Regions from separate parts of the Cricetulus griseus genome. Here region 1 is linked to region 2. The links are chromatin contacts, called in public Hi-C maps. All regions are on one chromosome and are shown on one strand. Each heading gives the region's core, a stretch centred on a gene start, on an enhancer-like site or on the middle of the called end of the contact. The rest is flanking DNA. Distances are from core to core; before and after follow the strand shown.

Region 1 (4,893 bases), core at 1,569-4,068, 120 kb after region 2:
TCCTGGAGATCTGCCTGCCTCTGCCTCCCCAGTGCTGGGATTCAAGTCACCATGCCTGGCTCAATTTATCCGTTATTCTTAATTCCCCTCCCCTGCTAAGGATTAAGGGAACCAAATCTAGCCAACAAGCCTGCTCTTTAGAGTCAACCATCTTTTCAAGTCAACCCTGTTTTCCTTGCTTCTGTAAATGTGAGAGAAAAGGAAAAAGAAAGTACCCCCTTTTGGGTCCCTCACTACAGTGTCCTGATCTACAGGCCCTTTCCTATTCTGGCTTTTCCTGGAGTCAGTAAATATCTATCTTGTTGCCCCCAGTCAGAAATCTTACTGTAACATTAACAAAGAAGCGGCCTCGTAGCTAATGCTTGGCTGAAATCCAGCCTCCCTGCCTCTGTCCCTAGAGCTCTGCTAATTAACTCCCTTCAATAGAGTAAATGTTGACAACACAATAGGTTACATTCCCCATTGTGTAGCAAGCCTAGGACAAGCTCACATACCAAAAACATGGTTTGAGAGCAGCCATCAGAAATGTTAGCATTGGGTGAAACTACTGAGGATGTCCCTTTACACTGAAAAGAGCCTGACTTTCAAAGTTGGGCAGGCTTGTGGATTTGCATTGTGGCTCTTAGGTTTCTAATGTGCTTTTGTGCTACTGAACCTCTCTAGACTCCTAAGGAACTGTCTGTGAAACAGCATTACCAGCATTCATTCACCTATAGGATGCATAAAACTCTCAGCATAATTTCTATCCTGAATTGACTGATAGCCATTCACTTTTCCTGCCAACCACCTTTAGAAAGGGAATTGACCAACCAACCATAGTTGGTGATAGGAATTTCTGGATCCTGTCTTTGTAAACCCCATCTTCCTGCAAACATCTCAAAAAGCTCTTCCATCCCTTCATTCCCATGTGTCTTTCTCTTACTATTAAAGAGTTCTGCCTGAAATCTACCTCCTCTACACAATCCAACTGAAATACCCTAGGTCTCTTCCTATCATTTATAGGGATTAATTCTCTCCTAGTATCCCCACTAATATTCTCTGAGCAAATCATAGAGGCGCTAGGGATAAGGGTCCTTACATTTCAGAAGGGTACAAGAACCATAGGCCAGTTTCCAGAGGGCAATAGAGGTCTAGGCCAGGCCCTACAGACCCATGCCTCTTTACCTCAAGGCACAGAAAGAGGCAAACCCAAATATGTCTACATGCACATCTCCTTTGCTAAAGCTCTGTGAGGTCATCATTGAAGTAGAGCAGTACTGCAGGGATATGAAGTGTGCTATCCAAATTAAGATAGTCAAACTCTTCTGCTTCGTCTCGGATCCCATTTTCTTCCAGGTTTTGATCCATGTTCAGATTCTTCCCATCATATTTCCACGTATAGCTGGCAGCATGTGCATTATAGGGGAGGTATCGGTGTAGGATTTCCCACATTGATTCCAGAGCCCCCACCTAAAGAACACACAAGCATTCACCTCTAGAATTCTGTATGGAACATACACACACACTCCCCAAAGGCCAGGAGAAGGGCCCTGTGCCTAGCTTCTTTAGGATTTTCTCTAAGGAAACTGGGGGGAATACCAGAAGTGAATCAGTTCCCCTAAACCGCAGAGCTTGAATCAGAGTGCCCCATTAGCAGATAGTACCCTTCAGGCACCCCATAGTCCCAGAGAAGTAAAGTTGAGGCTCCAGCACACAATAAAGACACCAGAGTCCTACCACTTCTAACAAACAAATGGCTCAACAGAGTCAAAGCCAGTCACCTGCAGTTCACTAAACTAAGAGTCCCGCTGCTGTCTGTAACAGCATAGATGCCCTTCCAAGATGTGCTGGCCTGGACCTATGAAGGAGACTGGTAGCTGTGATCCAAACATACTTCTAGAATTTCCAACCCTGGGAACCTGGGTCATTTGCTTTCCTCTGTCATGACAATGTGAAAGGAAGAAACACAGCTTCCAGAGTGATTTCGGGTTCCCACTAGCCTGTCCCCAGACACCAGATCTCACCTTCAGTGTGTGCTCCTGCGACGTAAGAGTGTTAATAATACGGATGTTCCGGGTCCTGGCAGACAGCCGCCCCACCTGGTAATTCGGCCCCTTCCACCAGGGCTTCCCGAAGTCATTGGCCCAGTCTGAGCGAGGCAGCGGAGGTGGGACGTGCACGAAGCGGCCCCGCGGGGTGCGGTATCTCAAGCAACCCGTCAACGGATCTATGTGCTTGCGAATCTTTAAAAGCGAGTGTTTAGAGCGGGGAGGCGGGGGGCAATCACTACGCCGGGTTCTGGTTATTTATTCCTCCCCGCCGTCCCTACCCTATCGCTGCTCTCCCGCGCCGCTCCCCCAGCCCCACATTCCAACAGAACTTACGTCTTTGGTCTTCGGATCGAACCAGTGACTAATGTCCTGGCCTGCAACTTCCAGAATGGGTTTCAGCAGGAGGTCTCCTGCAGAGGGGGAGCGGCCGTTTAACCCGGGCGCCCAAGAGCCAAAACCAGCTCCCCCGCCCCTCGCCCACGCGCGCCCCCTACCTTTGAACTCCTGCACCAGCGGCGTCAGATCGTACACAAAGCCCAGGTAAGACACCCAGAGGTCCTCGGGCTGGTTGTGCTCCGCTACTTCGGACGGCGTGTAATACCGACGCTGAAAATAGTCAAAGTCTGGCCCCGCCACTAGGCCCCGGCGCATCATGGCTCCTGTTCTACAAGGCTGCTTTGGCTACTTGCTTGCTCCACGGCAGTCTGAAAACTACCAGGTTCAGGAGCTTCCCAGAGTGCGTTTGCGGCTAACATGGAAACCATTGTCCTTTTCCGGCCACCGTCCGCCGAGGTTAACCTGCGTCAGCAGGGCGGGGTTCGGGTTGCTTGTGTCCACCGGAAACACATTCTTGGTTCCGGCACCGAGCATAGTGTTGTTGAACTCCTTCCTACAGAAAGTGAAGACGATCCGGTTGGGAGTGGAGTCTAGGCTACACGAGTCATTTAGGAGTAACAGGAAACCAGGATGGAAGGTTTTCAAATTTCAGGCATTTCTAAAGGCCGTGTAAGAAAGTTCAGGTAAAGTTCTCGCGATATTCTTGTAATTACCCTAGTAGGCATCCATGAACCTGGGCTGAAAAAATAAAGTCTCGCGAGATCTCTGAAGTGGCGGACCCGGAGACGCGGAGGAGTTGTGATCTCACGAAAGGGAAGAGCCTGGGAGCACTCGCGAGATCTGAACACCCGACCCAAAACGCTCTTAGGAAGTTTAAGGCCCGAGGAGGTCCCAGGGCCAATGGCCGGAGCTGGGCCGACCATGCTGCTACGAGAGGAGAACGGCTGTTGCAGTCGGCGTCAGAGCAGCTCCAGCGCCGGGGTCAGCGTGGGCTTGGGTTCTGGAGGAGCAGTCGGGGAGCGACCTTGGGCGGGGAGGGGCGGGGCGGGGTGGAGAGGATGGAAAAGAAAACTACAATTCCCAGCGGCCCTCGCGGCACCGCCCGCAGCCCGGGGGCTGCTGGGAGTTGTGGTTCGACGGGCGTGCAGCCGAGACTGTGCACGCCTCAAATCGTGTCCGGCCCTAGCAGGACTCTGACGGGGAACAGGAGGACTCGCCGGCTGCGCGTGCCCGGCAGCAGCTAGAGGCGTTGCTCAACAAGACCATGCGCATCCGTATGACAGATGGAAGGACACTAGTCGGCTGCTTCCTGTGCACCGATCGCGACTGTAATGTCATCCTGGGCTCTGCGCAGGAATTCCTCAAGCCGTCTGGTCAGTGTCCCGGGAAAACGCGCCTCCTCGGGAATGCGGCGTACACTCACCGCAGGGCACTTCCTCTTGCGGGCCTTACCGTGCACCCCTTATTTTCCGGGGCGAGACTGATGATTACCTGCCGTTCTGATGCTCTGACCCTTTTTTCCAGATTCATTTTCTGCGGGAGAACCCCGTGTGCTGGGTCTGGCCATGGTACCAGGACATCACATCGTTTCTATTGAAGTCCAAAGGGAGAGCCTGGCGGCAGCCCCGTATCTCTGACCACAATCGCACTTCCCTTTGAGACCATTAAACCCTATGACCAAAGCGGCCCGTGTCTGTGTGTGGGTCCGATGTCAGGGCAGGGATAGCACACCACCCCCTTACCCTGAGAGAAAGAAGGTTTATCTGAGTTCAGATGCTTCCTCAACCCGCCCCCTCAGCAGGCCATAGGGTGGGCCCCTGCATCTTCCCTCCCACGCCGCTGCTCCGCATTGTAGCGGGAGGGGTGTCATCCTGCTCCGGAAGACCCATTGTTTCCCACCCCGGCCTGGCAACACTCAGTTCCTTTAAGCTGGGGTCAGAGAACGGGCTCGGGTCCCCAAGGGGAGCTGGGTAGGCAGCTGAAGCAAGGCCCCCTCTGTGCTATTAATGGAGAAGTGACTTCGGGGTCAGGGTCAGAACTCTGGGGTCTAACCAGGAAGAACGGGCTAACGCGATAAGGGAGAGGCAGGATGCTCTGGTCTGCCCATTTGTAGTCTCCGGGATTTGTTCCCTGCTCCTGAGCCCTGGGCAAGAACGATTATATATACGTATCGCCCCTGTATTCACAGAGCACATTCATTCCACACATTTTTTATTATTTGTGATGTCTTCTCTAGCCCTGTCCCTCAGTCCCGTAAATTAATTAGAGGAACTGCACCAGCAAAGGAAGGCACTTAGTCCAGCTCTCCTATTTACGCTGGGGAGGGAAAGAAGATGTGCAGGGTCCAGCCCAAACCTTCAGGATTCAAATGAGATTTTCTGGGGCATTTTCGCCAGCACTGGGTCCACAGGTGATGCTGTTCCATCAAAGGGATGCCAAGACCTGACTCAGGCAGTGGTAAGGAGCAGCACAGGGCAGAATATCCCTGGGCTGGCTTCAAGTCCTTTCGCGACCAGGAGAACAATCG
Region 2 (4,975 bases), core at 304-2,803:
CACATGGAAGCTCACAACCATCTGTAACTGCAGTCCCAGGGGATCTTCTGGTCGCCCTGGTCACCAAGCACATGCATGGTGCACAGATATACATACAAGGAACACATACATAATTAAAATTTTAAATACAGAACTCTGGGCTGGTGTGTATCAGAGAGCTGCCTAGGATGTGAGAATGCCCAGGTCCCACCCTAGCACTCACAAAACTCGCAAACAGGGTCACTTCCCTGATAGTGCCAAGTTCTGCCTCCCAGCTATGGAGAAGGGGCTCCGGAAATGCCCTCTGCCTTGGTATTTCCTTAATGTTTTCCCACTTCCCAAAGGACAAGCTCAATTCCACTCTGCTCTTCTGACTATTTCTGTCTTGGGAAAATTTAAAAATAAAGAATAGATGTATATCTTTAAGAATCACAGTGGTATAAAAAGACGTTGTGGAAAAACAATTCCTCCCTTGCCGCCTTCTCTCGCCACTTCCGGTAAAGGTGACATTTCTCTCCCCTCTTCCGGTAAAGGTGACCTTTCCCCTAAATGTGTGTTCCACTCCCTCATTTCTTTCAAAGAGGCAGCATGCACTTCTGGACCAGCTTCAGTTCGTGATGGCAGATCAGGAACTCAGATCAGTACCAGGAACTTCTCCTCCTTCCCCTGCTGAGTTATATTTAGCCCATCATGTGACTTGCTCTTAAGCAGTCTCCCTGCATCGGACCTTTGAGTTACTTCTACACTGTTGCTGAGCCTGTCTCAGTGACTGTTTTCTGTCACTTCTGCATAGACTGCCCAGCCTTACAGTACGTCCTTGTGCTGTCAAGGGGGGAAATGCAAGCGTATTGGCTTCTCTCAAACTCACCATCAGAGTGTGTTGTCCAACTTTGGGTTTGGGGAGCCTCACCAGTCTTTAAAGTAGGGAAAAACTGGTTTGCTCTACTTTTGCATTTCTCTTTGGGTTTGTATTTCACTTCTCATATGTTGTATGAGCGTTTTAATATTTATTTATTTACTTATCCCCCCTTAACTCCCCCCCCCGTGTGTGTGTGTGTGTGTGTGTGGTGTGTGTGTGTGTGTGTGTGTAGGTCAGAGGGGAACTTCCAAGTGTTGCCACTCTTCTTCCATAGTGAGGATCCTAGGGATCCAACTTAGCTCATCAGGATGTCCTTACTCACGGATCCACCTCACTGGTCCCTATTTCTACGATTACCATGGACAGGGTCTCTCTGTGTAGCCCAGGCTGGCTTCGAACTCACAGATATCCACCTGCCTCTGCCTCCTGAATGCTGTGATTAAAACTATGCACCACCACACCCTGCCAAAAATTTGTTTTTAATGTAATGGATTTAGTCATTTTATTTGTAGTTTCTGGGTGGTTTTTTGTTTTTTTGTTTTGTTTTGTTTTGTTTTTTCTTAACTTACAAACATTCCTTTGCAAACATCTGTGTGACCACTAGAGGGGGTACGACTCCGAGTTTAACAGAGAAAAACATCTCCCAACCGCGCCCTTTCCCTTAAGAAGAGTTAAGATTTCTCTTCCTGCGCAGTCTGTGTCTAGTATGGTTTCTGTCCGTACAGACTGCACACACTGGTGCTGGAGGTCCCTCCTGGGCCCTGATGGTCTTTCCCACGAGCCCCGTGAGTCACGTGTCATAACTGGTAACTGAGCTACTGAAGGCGGCAGCGTCCTTGGCAGGTCCCGATCTGTAACGGTGGTCGGCTCTGGCCTGCAGGAGCCCCTTCCCGCCACCACGGCTGCCTTTTCTCGCGGCTTTGACATCAAGCTCGTCCCCAGGCAGCTATCGACCGCCTGTCATGTCTGCTCCTTAAGCCACAGTTAGCCAGCTTCCTACACTTGACCTGTGATTGAATTTCCGTGGAAACTCAGTGACAAGATTGATTCTTCCTAATTGAGTCAAAGATGGACTCTGGGTGCCATTCATACTGTCCTTGTTTGCCTGGGGCTCTCTGGGCGGATGCCCCAGACTTTCACAGTGTTTGTTTCAGTTGTCAAGAACCTTTTACTTTAAATGATCCTGCAGACTTTTGGGGGGAGGCAGGCCTTAGTGAGCAGAGGACAGAGGAAACACCCGATTTTAAATTTGCTTTGTGTTCTCGTTCAAGTGCAATTCTAAGAAAAGGAACGAACCAGAGCAGAACAAAAGGCCAAACTTGTTCAAAATCAAGTTTAGAAATGAGCACAAAGTTTCCTGGCTTCTAGGGTGTTAGCACCTTAAGCTCTTCTTCTTCTTCTTCTTCTTCTTCTTCTTCTTCTTCTTCTTCTTCTTCTTCTTCTTCTTCTTCTTCTCCTCCTCCTCCTCCTCCTTCCTCTCCTTCTCCCCCCTCCTCCTGTGTTCCTGATATGACTCAGTAATAAAGTACGGTGCGGGGGCTGCCTGGGCCTCAGGTGCTAAGTTCCAGTTACAGCAGTGAGACACTCTGGCATGCTATTAAATGGTAGGGTGGCTTAGAAAAAAACAATGCACTACATATTCCAAAAAGCTAGAAGAAAGGAGTTTGAGAGTTTTTAGCATCAGTGGTGAGTTGCAACAAAGATCAAGAGTCCCTGTCTCCTTCCTAAGGTTATTTGGCTAAAAGTTAAAAATGACCAGAAAAAAAATTGCTGGGGAAAAAAGTCCTTAATTGTGTGTGAAATCTTTGTCACAAGCACCCCTTATACATAAATTTTTCCTATCAAAAGATGGGATCTCTCTGGTGGGTAAGTTGAGAGACTCGGTTGACAGCTGTCAGACCTTCCCAGATGCCCAGCTGAAGCAATGTTACCAAGGACAAACCAAGCACCTATCTCCAGACCTGTAGAGATGAAGGCTGGATCAGGGTCCACAGCTGTCATCTCCACAGTTCCTGAGTCCCCTGACACTGTGAGCAATATTGTCACTGCTGCTGAAGGACCCGCAGCCATTTCCACAGGGGCTGTCTGAGCTGTCAATCAAGTCACCTCAAGTCCTCTCAGTCCTTTATCTAGCCCTTATCAGGGCAATCACTGACAGTTTCTAAACCCTTGTAGCTACCTGAGGGAGATTCTAATCTGGCCAGTGACACTGGGAGGAGACTTCAGTCAGTTGCTGACAGCCCAAAGAAACTTCCCTCCTGTTGAGGGAAACTAACACAGCTGTCTTCACCACCACCCTGATATTGGAGGTGTTCGGGCCATGACAACTTCAGATGACCCTCAGAGAAGAAGGTCCACTGCATCCAGATATCCCTGCCTACAGGTACTCTGGCCTTCATGACACCCTTCACTGTGTGAGAAAGAAGTCCTCAAGACAGCTAGTGCAAAGGGCTGGCTGGGTGAAGGATGCTCCTCTAGCATCCTGGGAGTCCTCCCTCCTACAAACTGCCTAGTTTAATGACAGGGGAGTTTTATCTAGACATCTTTTGTCTTTTATCACAGGTCAAGTAAGCCAAACTAGTTGCTTGAAGAGCAGGTGATTCCAGGGACTGTTGGTCCCAGACTCAAAGCCACCCATATAGGGGGACAAGAGTTCAATGAACAGCTGGGAGCAGAGACTTTGGGGTGCTGAAGCTATGAAGGAAGTCTGGGGGTGCAGCAAACAAGAGCAATGTCAGTGAGTAGAGACTTCAGAAGATAAAAGGCTGTAAAGGGCCGAGACTGAAGTTGAGAGATTGCTGAAGGCTAGCAGTAAGCCCTTGTCCTGGAAACCTTCATGGGGCCTCACAGTTGCCAAGAAGCTGCCCAGAGCTGTAACTCCAGGGGCGGAGAGCCAAGTATCCTAACGAAGCTAGAGCTACAGCACTGGCTGCTGCATGCTGGGTGCTGGGCCATTGACACTCAAGAGTTCATTAGAGCCCAGAGCTGTAACACTAAGAGCAATGGGACTTACAGCCCCAGCTTAGAGTTGCTGGCACAACAGCTCCACAACTGGAATGGAAGCAATTGTCTCAAATGGAAAGAGCAACACTTCAGACCCCTTGAACACCAGGAGGTGTTCGAGACACTGGTTTCTTTTTATCTGATAAATCAATTCTCCAAAGAATCAGTTGAGTGTCTTCTAATTCAGTCATTTTGCCTGTAGATAGCATCAGATTCCATAGGCTAAGGGCTCAGTCCCCAGAACAGACCCACCATTCAGCATAGCTGAGGCTTTAGATTCATCCGTAAATTCCCTGTGAGAGACACTTTTATATCGGCCCACACAGAATCATAAACATCAATGATATCATTTTGCTTAAGCCATTATGTTTTGAGCAGTTTGTAATAAAGCAATGTCTAACTATAGCAATCTGGTCACCAGAAATCAGAAGGCATGGTTATCCAAAGATCCTGTGCCCAGATGGAAACTGATCTAATGCCTATGCCAGGAACAGGGCATTCGTTCCATCACTTACATTTAAAACTGCTTAATACTCCTCCCAGGCAGCTAGCTGGCTCAGGACATAGTAAACAAAGCAAAGAAGCTGGGTGTGGTGGCGCACACCTGGAACTCTAATACCGAAGACATTCACACAGGCATCCCAAATCTGATGTCAGCCTGAGTTTTCTGAGGAGATTCTGTCAAAGAAAGAAGTGGGGAGACAGAGAGGAGGGAGGAGGAGATGAAAAGAAAAGAAAAGAAAAGAAAAAAGATAAAAGAAGAGCAGAAAATGGGGCTAGCCTAACACCATGCCCAGCAGAAAATACGCTCCTGCCTGTCTTAAACAGGGCTTTATACCTCTATCATCTCTGCAGTAAAGAACTGGTGTTTATAAGTGATTGAAAACAAAAACAATTCTAGTAAGTTAAAAATGCTATGTTACATGTTAATAAGAAATATATGGATAACAGAGGAAGTGAGGGCAGTACCCCAACTAGACACCACATGCTAGCCAACAAAATCCCCATTACCGGGAATGTCTACTTCTTTTTGAGTTATTGGACAATGGCATTCTATAGACCCCCAAGAATTACAAATTGTTATCCATACTCTCATTTACTCTCCAAAACATGACAGTAAGACACTATTGAGCA

The links. A called contact is a pair of places that touch in the nucleus more often than the background predicts.
Region 1: a contact with region 2 is called in a Hi-C map of the CHO-K1 cell line, with 5 times the contacts expected there. The contact joins the promoter of LOC100755925 here to the enhancer-like site in region 2. A contact is called at or near these places in 6 of 8 Hi-C or Micro-C datasets (the CHK-Q cell line, the CHL-YN cell line, the CHO-K1 cell line and 2 more).

What each region holds. Positions count from the first base shown.
Region 1 is chr7:83,246,420-83,251,312 of CriGri-PICRH-1.0, forward strand. It overlaps LOC100755925 (cytochrome b5 domain-containing protein 1), which reads right to left and starts at 2,819. Exons shown (of 4, transcript XM_027427032.2): 1 at 2,525-2,819; 2 at 2,364-2,440; 3 at 2,004-2,222; 4 at 1-1,449. The coding sequence starts at 2,684. The coding sequence ends at 1,219. It overlaps LOC103159087 (N-alpha-acetyltransferase 38, NatC auxiliary subunit), which reads left to right. Exons shown (of 5, transcript XM_035447828.1): 3 at 3,085-3,347; 4 at 3,556-3,739; 5 at 3,891-4,051. The coding sequence starts at 3,267. The coding sequence ends at 4,003. Kdm6b (lysine-specific demethylase 6B) reads right to left here. Exons shown (of 2, transcript XM_027427033.2): 2 at 4,387-4,893.
Region 2 is chr7:83,130,333-83,135,307 of CriGri-PICRH-1.0, forward strand. No RefSeq gene overlaps it. Among named protein-coding and RNA genes, the nearest start is that of Gucy2d, 20 kb to the left of the region's middle. Within about 2 kb of position 1,554, at least 3 of the 6 cell types and tissues checked have open chromatin away from gene starts, as enhancers often do.